Linked DNA regions of Mus musculus: regions 1 and 2 are each linked to region 3. Evidence: chromatin contacts called from public promoter capture Hi-C data. All regions are on one chromosome and are shown on one strand. Each heading gives the region's core, a stretch centred on a gene start, on an enhancer-like site or on the middle of the called end of the contact. The rest is flanking DNA. Distances are from core to core; before and after follow the strand shown.

Region 1 (3,828 bases), core at 1,238-3,737, 300 kb after region 3:
GATCAGGATGCAGAAATCCAAGGGTAGGAATTCAAATAGAGCTTATTGTACCTGGAGCTTGAGGAAATGTCTAGCTGTAGCATGAACCTCTCTGCTCTAGAGGTCTGCCGTTCATATGGCTCATCCATATTACATGCCTGCTTCTCTCTGCACAACTGCCCCATGCTCCTTGCTTGGCCAACTACATTTAGCTGTTCAACAGGCACTTGACCTAGTCCATAGCACTCCCAACCCAACCAACATCTTGGTGTACTGGACCTCTCAGCTTAGCTCCCCACAACTAACTGGCAACATCCCTCTGCATCTCTTATTTCACATTCCCAAGGAGAGCAGATCGGATTGGTCCACCTCATCTACTAAAGCTGGGCCATTCACTCACAGGTAGTGGCCTTGGGTTGGGTGCTGTGCCCTAAAGTGAAAGATGGGCTGCATGGTTATTCCTTGCTTAGCTGTTTAGCAAGAGCTGTCAGTAAGTAGAAGTCCTGGACTCTACATACAAGGAGATGTAAGGATGGTAAGCAAGAAGTGGCATCTCTGACTATGTAGGTAACAGAGTAACTGGCATGTGGTATATATGATACAACAAATGGTCATAATTATTAACAGTAACATTATGCCACCTCTTACAGGAAGCCTTCCCGGAACACAATCAAGTTCCCTAAGCTTTTCCTCTCGAGTGAGAGCCACACCAACAGGAATCATCCAATGCTTTCAAGTTGGAAAGTACTGTGCTAGGCCCTGAGAAGAAAACACACACACACCACACACACACACACACACACACACACACACACACACACACACACAAAGCAGGCCTTTATCCCAGCCTGAAGGAGCAGCTCCTGGGGCACACTGCAAGGTAACAGACAACATAAGCCACAGAGATCCAGACAGGGGGCCCTGGGAGTTCAGAGAAGGGCAGGCTGTTGTTTATCCATATGTACTCCTGTCTCCTAGCTACCTCCCCTTAGATGTCCCAAAGGCACTTAGAACTAAACATATTTAAAACTGATCTCATCTGCTCCCTCCCAAACCTGTTCGTCATCTCAGATTCCCTCTCAGCGAAGCAAATTCATCCAAGCCACTTGCTCAAGCCTGAAACATGAGCTGCAGTGGCTCATGTCAGCTGTCACAGTTGCTAAAGTTGTCCCTGAACCTTTGGTGTGTGTTTGCCTTGCCCCAAAGGTCAAGACTAATAATAAAGTTGAGCTGAGCAGCAGGGCAGGAAAATTAAACCCAGCCTGGAGACAGACAAGACCCAGCGTCACCAGAGTCAGTTTCTGATTTGACCTCTGATGTCAACTAGTATAATCCCTTTTGGGAAAGCGGGTCGACAAAAGCCTAAAAAAAATGTTCATGGTATTTTTCCCAGAGATTTTGCTTCAGAATCAATGACCATTTATCTGTGTCCCCTCCTGAGAAATAAACATTCTAAACACAAAATTATCCCTTGTGGGGCCCTTTGTTTCTCTGATGAATGACTGGGAAGCAGTCTTCGCATCCAACAAAAGTAAAAGGGTTAAGCACAGCTGTCTACAACTATTGCTTAGGGATGAAAGCTGTGGAGATTCTATAGCAACAAGGAAAAATTATTATTCTGTAACTAAGGATACAGGGCTATGTGTATACTCTGATTGCAACAATGTAAAAATTGTGGGGGCATAGGATTGGCTAGGAGGACATTTAAATTTTCTTCTCTGTGAAGTTAAAAATTAAGATCCAAACATTGTCATTTATGAATTATCCTCCAGCTGTTGACTTATTTAGCCAGTCTCATCTTTCAGTCAAGGGTCTTAATCATATGTCTGTTTTCTATCAGTTCTTCACTGAGTGCTGCTCTGACAAAGGCCAAGCCACCACCAAGTATCCATTTTCTCTCATATGTCGAGGCAAGAAAGGTAGGATAAAAAAATAAATTAAAAAAAAAAGCTTTCAAAACATATGGTGCAGACTGCGTGGAGCCCACTTGGAGTCTTTTGCAGGCATGGTCACCCCCTGGTGGCGACTCGCCTGGTCGGTCGCCTTCGGGTGGACAGCGGGCTCACCTCTCCCCGGCCCAGCCCCAGCTTTTTTCCTGGCGTCCAAGACTCCTCCCTTTCTGTCCTTCTGGGCGGACTCTCAGTGGTCTGCACCGCTGGCACGAAATCCCCACCAGGTTGCGCTCTCACACCTTCCTCACACAGTCTCCTCCAGCTGCAATGACGTCTTTGTCAGTGGTTCGCATGCGCACTCGCCACCGACCAATGATGGACCGTCACTGCCATAGGCCCCAGGGCCTCCCCTCTGATTTTTCCCCGTAATTGAAAAAAAAAAATGGAGAAAATCTAGTACTAAGGCCATCCTCCAAATTCGAGGTTCTAAAAGACAGTGGCACACACAAAAAGCTACAGTCTCCAAGCCAACTACTTGTTTGGCCCCATCTTAACAATATCCACAGCTCTACAGCACAGACTGCCCACCCTGCCAAAGCCTGGTGGCCCCCTCCTCCAGACATCCAGATGAGGCTCCGCCCTCCTTGCTGCTAGCCAGCTGAGTGTGAACACCAGGGCAGGCTAACGCTAGGCTGATGCAATTTGGAAGCTAGTGGAGAACATCTGGTGAATGGGGTGCTGGGAAGAAAAAGAGTTCCTGCAGTAGCTCTCCCCGCAGTAAGCCCATTTCTGTAAATGCATACAAACCTCGGAGGCCTACCTAGGGTAATGCGTCAGAATTACCTACAGGGCTTGTTAAACCAAGACCATCGGGAGTCAGGAACTGTCGGGGATTCTGTGTCCATTGGTTTAAAACGTGCAGGAGGATCACGAGTTTGAGGCCAGTCTGGATGCTGTATTCAAAAAACAAACAAACAACAACAACAAAAACAGGTTATGCTACATACTTACAAATTGATATGAAAAGATACTCCGTGGTGGGGGCAGTACATTATCCAAATGATACACAGACACCTCAAAAGTCTTACTTCTCCATAAAAACACTGCAGACTAAGCAGAAACCAACTTGTCAAAGCACTAAGAACCAAGAAAAGGGTTTACAGCAACTAAACAAATGTTGAATTTAAAAAGGCAATTTTAAAATGGTAGGTATCTTAGTTATGGTTACTATTGGTATGATAAAACACCATGACTGAAAATCAAGTTGGGGAGAAAAGGGCTTACTTACACTCCATATCACTGTTCATCACTGAAGGAAGTCAGGACAGGAGCTCAAACAGGGCTGGAACCTGGAGGCAGGAGCTGATGCAGAGGCCATGAAGGGATTACTCCTTCCTGGCCTTGCTCTCCATAACTTGCTCAGCTTTCTTATAGAACCCAGCACCGCCAGCCCAGGAGTGGCACCATCCACAATGAGCTGGGCCCTCCCCCCCCCCCCCCATTGATCACTAATTAAGAAAATGCCTTACAGCTGGACCTGATGGAGGCATTTCCTTGACTGAGGCTCCTTCCTCACTGGTAACTCTAGCTTGTGTCAAGTTGACACCAAACCAGCCAGCAGAATAGGAAAGCTTATCAGAATCTTTACTTGGTCCCCAGTACATAGGTGGTCTTGAAAAGAGAAGCCTGAATTCCCATGTGTAAGCCTGACATTTGGTTCTGAGGGAAAAAAGCAGACTCGCTGGGTAAGTTACCCTTCACTTGTGTTCTAACTTGCTGAGATTTGGAGGAGTGACAGAGGACACTGGACTCTGTTTCACCCCACTCAGAATTCGGGAGGGGAGAGGAAAAAGGATCAAAATAGAGTGTAGGAAAAACTTTAAGTGAAAAGCCCCATCATATACATGTATGATATTTTCAAAAAATAAATGATTTTTTATTTAAAAAATGAGATTGA
Region 2 (3,569 bases), core at 467-2,966, 470 kb after region 3:
TAGAATCATAAGGACATACTTTTTTGGGTCTTAATAACATTTAATTAAAACAGTTGTCAGCAATAATAGAAAAAAATAAGTGGGACTCCATCAAATAAAAAGATCAAAACAGCCAGGCAGTGGTGGTTCATGCCTTTAATTCCAGCACTTGGGAGGCAGAGACAGGCAAATTTCTGAGTTCGAGGCCACCCTAGTCTACAGAGTGAGTTCCAGGACAGCCAGGGCTATACAGAGAAACCCTGTCTCAAAAAAAAAAGAAAAAGAACAAAAATCAAAACAGCAAAGGAAACAGTAAAAACAAATGTCAAATTTACACAATCTTGGACAATATTTATAAATATTGTCTGTATTACAGTGGCTAGGTTTAGACATAAAAAGATGTAAATCTGTCTTGAGTCATCAAGATAGTCCAAGATGACAATGTACTGAACAAGGAGCAGAAAGACAAAAACAGTGTGCCATTCTTGGCTGGTAGTCTTGGGTTCTATAAGAAAGCAAGCTGAGCAAGCCCCAGGAAGCAAGCCAGTAATACATCCCTCCATGGCCTCTGCATCAGCTCCTGCTTCCTGATCTGCTTGAGCTCCAGTCCTGACTTCCTTTGGTGAAGAACAGCCGTGAGGAAAATGTAAGCTGAATAAACCCTTTCCTCCCCAATTTGTTTCTTGGTCATGATGTTTGTGCAAGAATAGAAACCCTGACTAAGCAGGGTGGTGGTGGCACACACCTTTAATCTCAGCACTTGGGAGGCAGAGGCAGGTGGATTTCTGAGTTCAAAGCCAGCCTGGTTTACAAAGTGAATTCCAGGACAGCCAGGGCTACACAGAGAAACCCTGTCTTGAAAACAAAACAAAACAAAACAAAAAACTAAAAATGTTAAGACAATTAAGAAAGAAATTGAAAAATATATCAGGAAATGGAAAGATCTCCTATGCTCATAGAGTGGCAGGATTAATAAAGTAAAATGGCCATCCTACCAAAGCAATCTACAGATTAAATGTAATTCCCATCAAAATTCCAATTCAGTTCTTCACAGATCTTGAAATGATAATCTCAAGCTTCACATGGAAACATGCACACACACTCTTAAGCGCGCGCGCGCGCGCGCGCGCGCACACACACACACACACACACACACACACACACCAATACAAAGCAAAAACAAATAAACAAAAAACAGGATATCAAAAACAATCCTGAATAATAAAAGAACTGCTGGAGGTTCCACTATCCCCAATTTAAGTTTTGCTACAAAGCTATAGAAATAAAAACAGCATGGTATTGTCATAAAACAATATGATCAAACTAAAGATTCAGACATAAATCCACACATCTATGGACACATGATTCCTGATAAAGGAGCAGAAACACACATTGGAAAACAGGCAGCTTCTTCAGTAAATGGTGCTGGTCAAACTGGATGTCTGCATGTAGAAGAATGCAAATAGACCCATGCTTACTGCCCTGCAAAGCAGATACACTGAACCTAATAGAAGAGAAAGTGGTGAATGACCTTGAACTCATTGGCACAGGAGACTCTGTGCAGAACACCATTGGCATAGGCACTAACATCAACCATCAGTAAAGGGAACCTCATGAAACCAAAAAAAAAAAAAAAAAAAATCGCAGATATTTGGACAAAACAGCAGCCTACAGAATGGGAGAAGAATTTTACGAACTACACACCCAATAGAGGGCTATGACCAAGGCTGTTCAGTCAGGCGACAGGTTCTCCCTCGCAGGAGTGAGGATTAAAAAGAAAATGACAATTAGACAACATTGTAGCATGACCCCAGTCAATTCTGAAACTGAAGGCAGTTTTAATGTTTTATACCATTTTAATTACATGCAAATATTAAGGGTTAGCAGTACAATAAGGAACTAGCAAGGCAGTAAGCAAAGTCCTGTGACAGATGTTTCCAAGAGGTTGTCAGAATAACCAAAATACCTGAGCCCACTTCCATGACCTAGCCCAAAATCTTGCCTGAAGCCTACTTCTTTTGTTCTACTCTAAAATCAGATTCTCACTTCCTTGTCCTTGGTTAAAGTCAAGGTCGCTCCTCGATTTACTTCTTTGTCATGCTAATGTCAGATTCCTGCCAGGATTTACTTCTTTGTCTGGCCTAATGTCAGATTCTTGACAAGTGGTCCATTTCCTTGTCCTTGGCCAATGTCAGATTCCTGTGAAGCAGTCTATTTCCTCATCATTGGCCAAAGTCAGATTCCTGTCAATTGGTCCATTTCCTTGTCCTTGGCCAATGTCAGATTCTTGTCAAGTGGCACTCAGAAAGTCTCTCCACAAGACTAAAGTTCAAAATAAATAAAGAACTCAAGAAACTAGATATCACCAAAACAAATAAACCAATTAAAAAATGAAATAAGACCTAAACAGAAAATTCTTAATAGAGGAAACTCAAATGGTTTAAGAAATACTTAAAGAGCGGGGCAGTGGTAGCACATGTCTTTAATTCCAGCACTTGGGAGGCAGAGACAGGCGGATTTCTGATTTCAAGGCCAGCCTAGTCTACAGAGTGAGTTCCAGGACAGTCAGGGCTACACAGAAAAACCCTGTATCAAAAAGCCAAAGTGGATCTTTCCACTTAAACAAAAAAGAAATACTTAAAGAAACATTCAATTTTCTTAGCCATCAGGGAAATTGTTATGGTTTGTATATGCTTGGCCCAAGGAGTGGCACTATTAGAAGTTGTGGCCCTGTTGTAATAAGTGTGGCCTCATTGGAGTAGGTGTGCCACTATGGGTTCAGGCTTTAAAACCCTACTCCTAGCTGCTGGAAGCTAGTAACCTGCTAACGGCCTTCAGATGAAGATGTAGAGCCTTCAGCTCTATCTGCACTATGCTTGCCTGGATGATGCCATGCTCCCACCTTGATGATAATGGACTAAACCTCTGAACCTGTAAGCCAGCCCCAATTAAATGTTGTCCTTATAAGAGTTGCTTTGGTCATTGTGTCTGTTCACAGCAGAAAACCCTAACTAAGCCAGGCAGTGGTGGCCCATGCCTTTAATCCCAGCACTTGGGAGGCATAGGCAGGTGGATTTCTGAGTTCAAGGCCAGCCTGGTCTACAGAGTGAGTTCCAGGACAGCCAGGGCTATACAGAGAAACCCTGTCTCAAAAACAAAATAAAACAAAACAAACAAACAAAAACCTAACTAAGACAGAAGTTGGTACCAGGGACTGAGGTATTGTTGTGATAGGCCTGACTATACTTTTGTTTGGAAGAATGTAGATTTTGGGACTTTGGACTTGAAAAGCCATGGGATGCTTTAAGTAGGGCTTAATGGGTCATCCTAGTAGGAATACGGAAGACTTTGTTACTGAGAGTGATTTGAACTGTGCAGACCTGGCCCTACAGTTTTCAGAGGAGAAGAATTTCAATATGTGGCCTAGAGACTGTTTTTGTGGTATTTTGGTGGAGAATGTGGCTATTTTTTGCCCATGTCTGAAGAGTATGCCTGAGGCTAAGGTGAAGAGACTCAGATTAATTGCATTGACAAAGTCTCAAAAAGGCCCAGCAGAGACTTTGTTCTCTGGTTAAGTCTCTTATTTTGTA
Region 3 (3,354 bases), core at 606-3,105:
GAAGCCCTAGGCTCCCAGCGGGAGGCAGAGGGCCCTACATACTTAGGATTATAATCCTATGGGCCACCCCACCTCCCTACAATCACCCCTCTCTACAGTTGCCTCCCCTCCTGAACAATTTCATTGAAAGGGGTTTGGGAAAGGGGGATGGAGCAAGAGATAGATAAGTTTCCTCTTCCCTGTACCATGCAAAGGAAGACTGAGATAGGTAAGGTAAGGAATTATGGAACTACACAGTGATAATAGGCTCCAGAGTGGTAAATGAATTCAGGGCACGACAAACAGAATGCAGAGAGGTCTCACCTGGAATGTGGGCACCCGATGACCATGGTCATTTCTTCTATCCATCTTTCTGAAAGGCTAATAGCCGAGCCTGAAGGAAATAGGCCTGAGTTAGAGGATAATAGGAGGGTGGAAAGGGGGAAGATTTATCAGAAGTCTTGCTAAATCTGAAGGGTGAAAGAATTTGCCTAATTTTAGGCCCCAAATCTTTCTGGGTTTGCCTATCTAGAAGCCCAGAACATGTGGTCTCTGAGCTGCAGCATCTTTTGCTTCCAAGATGGCAAATTAATTCTACGACCTACACCTTAATACCCTCTACCACACCGCAACCTGACAGTGCGCATGCGCACAGAACGAGAGCGAGAGACACGCACACACGCGCGCACCCACACCCACCCACCCACCCACACACACACACACACATATGCGCGTGCACACACACACGCACGCGCGCATGATAACAGGTTTTCCAAATGCAGCTGGTCCTCAAGGCCCTCAATACGCATGCGCTATGGTGGACAGGACCATTCTAACCATCTCATGTCCACATATGTCCCCCGCTCTCAGAGCTACAGAACATCTCGATCCCACCGCCTCCTCCTCCTACATCATTTCTCAGCCCGTCCCCCCACCCCAGGCTCCACAGGGCCTCTTCGCGCCACCCCCTCCTACCACCATCCCACCCCACCCCCGCCCCCATTCCTGTGCGGCCGCGCCAGCCCGCGCCAACCATCAGCCACTCACTCAGGCTGTGGTTCCGCAGTCCTCCGCACCTCCCACCCTCCTCAAGCCCCCTCCCCCCCCACCCGCGCCGCAGTCGCCTTCGCCAACACTATCCCCCCTCGCCCCCCCCCCCCCCGGTCCACGTCTGCAAGGGCCCCGCCCCGCCCTTTCTGCAACATTGATACCCCACCCTCAAATCCAACAGGGATAACCCCTTCATGATTCCCAGCTCCCTAACCCTACCAGGTCATCCCCTCTTTCAAAGCAGTGCTACCCGGATCCTAGCCCGTCCTTTCTCCCTTCCAAGCCTGGTCCTCTGGCCGTTTAAAGAGGATTCTGTCGCTCCTTTCTTAGTCCAGATTCGATTCATCCTTTTCGTAGCCCATAACGGGGTCCAGCCCCCTTTCTTCAGCTTGATCCGGGTCCCTTACCTCCCTCCTGAACTCGACCCTCCTCCCTTTTTGCTACAGCCAGAACGTGTTCTAGATGTTTCCTTTCCAAAATCCCAACCAGGTCTGCATCCCTTCTTTCCATCCCCAAACTGAGTCTAGACTTTCCCGTAGCCCGGAGATTCCGCCCCCGCCTTTACGCAGTGAGAATTGGGTCCAGGCACCTCTAAACCCACCACATCGAAACCGCTAGATCCCGAATCCAGCCAGGTTCCTGTCAAACCTTAATGCTGTGTGAAGCCAGTCACCCCGAAGCCGCGGCTCTGAAGCCCCCACGGGGTCTTTCCTAAAGCTGGCCACCTCAGCTCACCTCGCCCTCGTGAGCCGAGAGGACGTCTGCTCTCTCCAAGCCTCTCCTCAGGTCTGAGCTTGTAACCCGCCCCCCTGGCCGGAAGTGGTCCTGCCTCTTTCCGCCTCCAGAGGGGGGTCTCCGTCCCTACCAGCCCGCCCCACCCCCTCCCCGCTAACGGCTTCCCAGTCTCCTCAGTGTGGCGCATCTGTTTACTACCTCTTGTTCAGCATTCACACCTAGTCTCCATTTCATTTCTCTGTTCCCCAATACGTGTCCCTGTTCCTATTTGATTTTTCAGTTTCTCCTGAAGAAAATGACCTCAGAGCTCCCACGCCTGTCCTGACAACACTAATTACATGGCGTGATATACTGTGAGAACGTCACATTCATTACTGCCTCTAAAATACGACTAGATTAAGATAGAGGCGCTGAACATTAAGGTGATGCTCTCAAATAATTCATATATATAATATATATTTAAACAATATGTAATAAATAATTAAATACATATAGTTAAACAGTAGATGTAAGAAAAATCAATTAGAGCCTGTCAGATGGCTCAGCGGTAAAAGCACTCCAAGCCTGCGGACATGAATCCTATTCCCTGGATCCACATGGCGGAGGTAGAAAACCTACTCCCACAGGTTGTCTTCACAGCTCTGATTGCACACAAACACATATGTGCATGTACACACACTTTATTTATTACAAATAAAAATGTAATAAAAAAATCCCTACATGCTTCTATTTTATTTCAAAATAATTTCACTGATTCCTTAAAATTAAAAAAAAAATTATTTGGAAACTATGGGAGCGGGCATTTAACAAAGCCCTGATATAATTCCAGCACTACTTGGGAGGGAGATGTTGAAGGGTCTTGAGTTCAAGTACAGCCTTCTACGATGAGATGATATATTAAAAATCATATGTATATGTGCATATATATACATACAAATATACATACACATCTTTTTTTCTCATGTTCTTCTTTTACTGATGCTCTGAACAAGGACTTAGGCTTTCTCTTGTGATGTAGCACACTACTCGCCAGTGCAAGAAACAATTTGTAGCATTCACTTTTTTTCATTCAATTATGTCAAACTGAGTAGAGACCATTATGTCAGAAAAAAAAGGCAGTCAAAGCTAAAATGAGACATTATAAAAAAGAATGACATTATACACTGGGCGTTGAATCCCAGCACTTGGGAGGCAGAAACAGGCAGATCTTATGAGTTCAGGGGCCGGCCAGGGCTACATAGTGAGGTCCTGTATCAAGAAAACCAAGGGATACTTTTGGGATAGCATTGGAAATGTAAATGAGGAAAATACCTAATTAAAAATAAAAAAGAAAACCAAACAACAAAAGAATTATATAATAAGAGACAATTCACAAGGACCATATAAAAATTAAAAGTATCTATGAATCCAACACTGAAGCACCTATATGTATGGAGCAATAATGTTAATAATGAATGGGGGATAGAGCACAGTCAAACAAATAGTAAAGGACTTCGATACCCATTTTCCAACAGTGTAGGGATTGTCTGGACAGAAAATCAGTAAAGAAAGGTCGGACTTGAATTAAGCCAGATGAACTTAACAGACATC

The links. Promoter capture Hi-C pulls out the DNA fragments that hold promoters and counts their contacts.
Region 1: a promoter capture Hi-C map of stem cell-derived epiblast-like cells shows a contact between it and region 3, with 4 times the contacts expected there. The contact joins the enhancer-like site here to the promoter of Tro in region 3. A contact is called at or near these places in 10 of 39 promoter capture datasets (the 3T3-L1 cell line, cranial neural crest, embryonic stem cells and 3 more), 10 of 484 Hi-C or Micro-C datasets (the AtT-20 cell line, the N1E-115 cell line, cranial neural crest and 5 more), 7 of 115 datasets of contacts at active chromatin or transcription factors (cardiomyocytes, embryonic forebrain, embryonic limb bud and 3 more) and 1 of 9 other capture datasets (liver).
Region 2: a contact with region 3 is called in a promoter capture Hi-C map of embryonic stem cells, with 2.7 times the contacts expected there. The contact joins the enhancer-like site here to the promoter of Tro in region 3. A contact is called at or near these places in 8 of 39 promoter capture datasets (the HPC-7 cell line, cranial neural crest, embryonic stem cells and 4 more).

Annotation. Positions count from the first base shown.
Region 1 is chrX:150,954,609-150,958,436 of GRCm38.p6, forward strand. No RefSeq gene overlaps it. Among named protein-coding and RNA genes, the nearest start is that of Gnl3l, 61 kb to the right of the region's middle. Within about 2 kb of position 2,488, at least 120 of the 459 cell types and tissues checked have an H3K27ac peak or open chromatin away from gene starts, as enhancers often do. A contact at or near this core is called in the AtT-20 cell line, the N1E-115 cell line, embryonic forebrain and 3 more, where this site is marked.
Region 2 is chrX:151,122,020-151,125,588 of GRCm38.p6, forward strand. No RefSeq gene overlaps it. Among named protein-coding and RNA genes, the nearest start is that of Tsr2, 27 kb to the left of the region's middle. Within about 2 kb of position 1,717, at least 12 of the 459 cell types and tissues checked have an H3K27ac peak or open chromatin away from gene starts, as enhancers often do. A contact at or near this core is called in embryonic stem cells, where this site is marked.
Region 3 is chrX:150,655,581-150,658,934 of GRCm38.p6, forward strand. It overlaps Tro (trophinin), which reads right to left and starts at 1,856. Exons shown (of 13, transcript NM_001002272.3): 1 at 1,765-1,856; 2 at 304-373; 3 at 1-34. The coding sequence starts at 348.